2 separate regions of the Sus scrofa genome follow, and region 2 is linked to region 1. A link is a contact called in public HiChIP or PLAC-seq data. All regions are on one chromosome and are shown on one strand. Each heading gives the region's core, a stretch centred on a gene start, on an enhancer-like site or on the middle of the called end of the contact. The rest is flanking DNA. Distances are from core to core; before and after follow the strand shown.

The links. HiChIP or PLAC-seq counts read pairs in DNA pulled down with a chosen protein or histone mark.
Region 2: a contact with region 1 is called in an H3K27ac HiChIP or PLAC-seq map of skeletal muscle. The contact joins two enhancer-like sites. A contact is called at or near these places in 1 of 5 promoter capture datasets (liver), 14 of 47 Hi-C or Micro-C datasets (alveolar macrophages, blood, brain and 8 more) and 2 of 2 datasets of contacts at active chromatin or transcription factors (alveolar macrophages and skeletal muscle).

Annotation. Positions count from the first base shown.
Region 1 is chr7:12,676,733-12,679,432 of Sscrofa11.1, forward strand. The region is part of intron 2 of ATXN1 (ataxin-1); the gene reads right to left. Among named protein-coding and RNA genes, the nearest start is that of ATXN1, 53 kb to the right of the region's middle. Within about 2 kb of position 1,284, at least 9 of the 83 cell types and tissues checked have an H3K27ac peak or open chromatin away from gene starts, as enhancers often do. A contact at or near this core is called in alveolar macrophages, retroperitoneal adipose tissue and skeletal muscle, where this site is marked.
Region 2 is chr7:12,713,559-12,716,258 of Sscrofa11.1, forward strand. It overlaps ATXN1 (ataxin-1), which reads right to left. Exons shown (of 8, transcript XM_021099774.1): 2 at 171-312. Among named protein-coding and RNA genes, the nearest start is that of ATXN1, 16 kb to the right of the region's middle. Within about 2 kb of position 1,398, at least 29 of the 83 cell types and tissues checked have an H3K27ac peak or open chromatin away from gene starts, as enhancers often do. A contact at or near this core is called in alveolar macrophages, retroperitoneal adipose tissue and skeletal muscle, where this site is marked.

The DNA of each region.
Region 1 (2,700 bases), core at 34-2,533:
TTTCTCAAGGTGAATCAATCAACAGAGGAGCTTCCAAGTATTATCTACATTCCCAGGTAGCTTGACAAAGAGCATGTGCTAATCGCAGGGGCCTGAGGATCTATCAGTGATGATTCATTGTGAATTATTAGCAAGTCGGTATAACGGTGCCAGCTCTGGCTCAGATGTCACTTAATTCTCCGAGTCTGTGTGACCCAGCCCTAGGCACAGACCTGAAGCCATCTCTGGGCTTGAGGGCCTGAAGGTGGTGAGCGCATGGAGAGCAAGCCTGACAGCGTGGCTTACACACCACTTCTACCTTAGCTTCTTTTCAACTGATTTCCCCAGCCTTTACAGGACAATGGAGCCAAAGCACTGGCTGCTTCAGGAGAGAGTTACATTTGCAACCATGTGCGTGCAGACAATGAAAATCAGCAGCAGATTTAATGAAATAAGCTAAAATCCAGAGCAGGAGTTCCCACTGTGGTGCAGTGGGTTAAGAACCTGACTGCAGTGGCTTGGGTCACCACAGAGACTCAGGTTTGATCCCCAGCCCAGTAGAGCAGGTTAAACAATCTAGGATTGCTACAGCTGCAGCGTAAATCACAGTTGTGGCTCAGATTCAATCCCTGGCCCAGAAAACTTCCATATGCCATGAGTGCAGCCATAAAAAATAAATAAACAAAACCCAGAGCAGAGTCAAAAAGAGCAACAGCCAAGTACTCATAGTCCTAATTAGTGACCGGCTCAGCTGCCATCATCAGGTGCAATGAAGTTTATGTAAGGTTTCTATAAAAATCTCAATTGTGGAAGTTCCTGTTGTGGCTCAGAGGTAACAAAACTGACTAGTATCCATGAGGATGTGGGTTAGATCCCTGGCCTCACTCAATAGGTTAAGGATCCAGTGTTGCCGTGAGCTGTGGTGTAGGTTGCAGATGCAGCTCAGATCTGATGTTGCTGTGGCTGTGGTGTAGGCCGGCAATTGTAGCTCTGATTTGACCCCCAGCCAAGGGAACTTCCATATGCTGCAGGTGGGGCCCTAAAAAGCAAAAAAAAACAAAAACAAAAACAAAAAAAACCTCAATTGTGGTAAAGGGTCAGTGACGTCCACAAAATGCTAGCTCTTTTGCCCTATTAAGCTTAAATACAAAGGCTCAGTACCAAAATCTGAAACGCTTTAGCCACAGAAATATGACAATGTATTTTGCTTAGTAATATGCCTGGAGTAAAATGAAAGAGAGGGCACCAGAAGGTCAGTGCCTGCTTCCCTAAATCATGCCAGGATATGGGAAGCCAAAGGGCCCCAGACCAAGGAGGAAAAGCCAAGCTCACTGCAAAGGAGCGGGAGTATTAAGCACCTCCTTTCCTGTTCACTGTCACATGGTCTGATTTCCTTCTTCTGTTTCAGAACTTCTAACCTCTAGGTCGCACTCCTACTCCCAGAAGAACCGATGAGTAAGTGAGCTGCTCGTTCCCAAGGAAAACTCTTACTTTCACATTTGCAGTGTGTTTCATTGGAAATGCTGTGTTTGGTGCCACAACCCAACTAAGAATTAAACATTACATGCTCATTGGTAAATTATCAAAATGTAAACCAACAGCTATGGCAGAGATCATCTGAACTGCCAAGAATTCTAACACTATGATTCTGGTGAAAAAGAACATTTCCCCCTTCTGTTTAGACTTGGGGTAGGTTTGCCCTTGACTACAATGTGTTCACATGTGCGTGTATGTATAATGTAGACACAGAGATAACCATGCACTTTTGTTCCTACTTTTCACGTGGAATTTCCAAGTAGGATTATCCTAAGTGCAGATAAGGCAGCAAGATAAGATTATCATTCTTTAAGTATTTCTACCCATCATCATTTTGGTAGTGGTTTTGTTTCCATGACCACTACATTTCCTGGGGGCCATGTACTAATTTCCCATCACATTTAACATAATGCCTTGCACACAATGAGTATTCAATAAACATTTGTTGAGGAGCTAACCTCATAGTATCAATTCCCATGAACAGAAATCCGTACTCTCAAGTGAATTTCTGACATAAGCAAAATGCAACAGAAAATGTTAATGTTTTACAGATCTTCTTATAGAGAAAATTATTAAATATTTATTAAGCATTTTTATACCAAAAACTCCCGAGGGCAGAGTAAACATGAATATTTTTCTATACCCCCCAAATTAGAGGATGAAAGAGCAACTTTACTTCACTTGTGCAGAATGAGAAATCGCCTTTTGAATTCATGCTAAACAGCTACATGAAGCAGCAGACTGTCAAAAACTGTCAAGTGAATAATTATTGATTGGAGCCTGAAGATTAAAAATGAATGCAGGTTAACAGATGAAGACGGCTTTAAGAAAAAGCATATAATCTAAAACTAGACCTATCAGACAGTGAATCTGCCAGTCAGGCTTGTCGGGCTTAGAATGAAAGGTTTCCAAGAAAATGATGATAACAATGAAATAAAAATGAACCACACAAGGGGATTTGTGACAGTCTAGGATGACTGAGCCAGGTTCTCCTGGTGGCCTGCAACCCACATGCCCTCCCTGCTTTAGGCATTGACATAAATGCCAGGGGCTGGGCCGAGAGACTGAAACTGCTGGTCATCAGCCCTGTGATCTTCATCCTAATGAATGTAGTTTCCATGCCAGGAAAGCCCTCTTCCTGGATAAGGGTGTCTTTCAGTGCCACCCACCTTGAGACTGACAAAG
Region 2 (2,700 bases), core at 148-2,647, 37 kb after region 1:
TCCTTCGAATCCGAGTTTGAAAAAAACCTCGGCGATGTCTCCAATTCCCACACATACGGTCTGCAAAGATCTTCCACGGCTACAAAGGGCGCAAACGTGGCCAGTAGGACATCTTCCCACGTCAGGCTTTATCCTCGGATGGAAACTAGAGAGCAAGGCAAAACTCTCACCTGATGTGAGACACACTTCCCTGCCGCGGACGAGGAAGAGGGGACCGCCACCGCTGCCGCCACCGCCGCCGCCGCCGTCCGACGATGACAGACAAATCTGCAGCTTGAATGGGACACCCTGGCGATCTGCTGCACGATCGGCCTGCAAGGGTCCGGGGGATGCAGAAGAGGAAATCCAAAATGAAAAACAGAACACGTGGCCTTAAGAACCATTTCCACCTGAAGGCGTCCAAGCACTGACATCTAAATTTGAAGAACATCACGTTTTGCATGGTGTTCTGAGAATCACACAGCTACCAGCCAGCGCAAAAGGCAGGTCTGGTTCTATTCCATAGGGCTCGGAGGGAGGCCAACACACACAAAAAAAGGTCATTCCTTCAATCAAATTAAGAGCGTGGTCGCCCCATGTGCGCCAGCTACTGTCATGCTTTTCTGTAATGATTCTAACCAATCACCTCATAAACACATCAGAGTAATCACAGGACAATCAGGTGAAAATGGGCATGGATTGAATAGTAATTGAGCCAGAGTCTAATTTTCATGAGGCATATATTATACCATCAACATGCAACCTGAGGGAGAATCATGAAACACCACAGTTATTAGCACACCAGTCTAATGGGATAGAAAGAAAAAGAATCGAATGCAGGAAAAAAAAAAAAAATTTTAAGTATGCACAGACTCACTAGACTTTCCGCTAAACTGTCAATGATTTAATTACTGAATGTATGTCTACTTGACTTTCATTCTGCCACAACATCCTGTTCATGGTTAAGGAAAAATTACCCACTGTATGATGAATGAGTGAATCTGTGAATGGATGAATGAAAGAGAGAAAGAATCAAGCTTCCATATACCTTTCCATCAGGGAGCTTGGTGCTTGTAGTAGTTTTTGTGAGGTAAAGACCTACGCATAGAAATGGAAGAAGGTGAGGACTTGAACGGCTCACATAGGTGCCAGCCCTATCTCTTCAAAAAATATTTTAAAATACTGGTGGTTCCCAACTGTCCACATTACATGGAATCGGTAGCACTGTTATTATAAAAGACTCCCCCAACTGGTCATGGCTGGGCTGATTTTTTAGTCTTTGATTACTGGAGCTGATCTGCATATTTGTTTAGGCTGGTTTTAAATTTAGTTTGGGTTTCCTAAGCCCACGCCAGGTAACAGTAGGAAGGAGAAGGCCCAGGATTATATTGGGTGTCAGAAAGAAACTATTCTGGAGCTATGAATATGATCTCCAATGTGAATAATCTGTAAACAGGTAAGTGAGCCAATTATCCTTGGGTACATGGCAACACATCTCATGATTATTTTCATCCATACACACTCACTATTTTTAAGAGCACAGCCCAGCTGGAAAGGAAAATAATTTCGATTGCCTTCCAACACTTTTCAAAGTAATGAACAGTAGCCAAAATAGGCTTCCTTCAAGCTAACCCATTCACCAAGTATTTATTTAAGCATCTACTGCATGCCTGGGACCTAGAGGCAGAAGTAAGGTTTCTGGGCCTTGGTTTCCCCACAGGTAATCAGTAAGCGTTAAGGAAGAAGAAAGCTGTTCTGGACTGTAACATCCTTGAAGTCCTTAGCAGACACTATCCCTCCGTTAAGAAGTTTGTTGAGTTACAAATATAAATAGGGGTCACGTTAAATAGAAGCGCACAGAATTCCGTTTACTCTCACACAGTACATGTTTTAAGGGGTGGGGTGATCCTGGTGTTATCTAGTAACGTCGTTTTCAAATAAGGCATCAAAATACTTGATCATCATTTGTGAACAAGGTGCGGGGACCAGGGATTTGCAGAGTGCTTGCGTTATGAGCTAACAGTTGAGAGAGTGCTGGCTTGCAAATCGACGTGTGCACACACAATCCTATTTACATATCACCTGGCAGATAAGGTTTTATAGAGTCCAAATTACAGTCTCTGCTCAAGTGCAGAGAACAGTCAAACATGAGGCAAAGGCTGTAAAATATTAATTCACTCTCGCATTGGCATGCCTACTTATTTCAAAAGCACTTGTGTTGCTACACTAGTTAGAGTAATTAAGAGTTAAGACAACTTGCTGTGTTCCATCAGAGAAGAAACGCAAGAATAAAGGCAAAGCAGAGTGGATTTGTTGCAACAATAATATACGAGAAAATCGCTTACAGACTTATACAATACATATCCACTAAAGAAACGGAATACTTAATATTTTAAAAGCCCAGCAGAGCAACGTAACACAATATTACTAATAGTGGAATATTACTAATAGTGGAAGATTAAATGGCCTAAATAATACTAATGTGAAAGTCAGTAATGAGAAGAAAATATAGAAATAATATAAATACAGAAGATACTATAAATACTTCAGGGAGAGGAGGCCAAAGCTCAGGGTGTGATAAAGGACAATGTGCCATGCACAGTGACACACAAAAAAATTTCTTTGACTGTTAGAAGCGTAAATGTTTACAGCTCAGCAGCTATGACAATTAGCACTAAAAACTTCTGCTAAACAACTCGTTCAAACCGTGTCAGTTAAAGA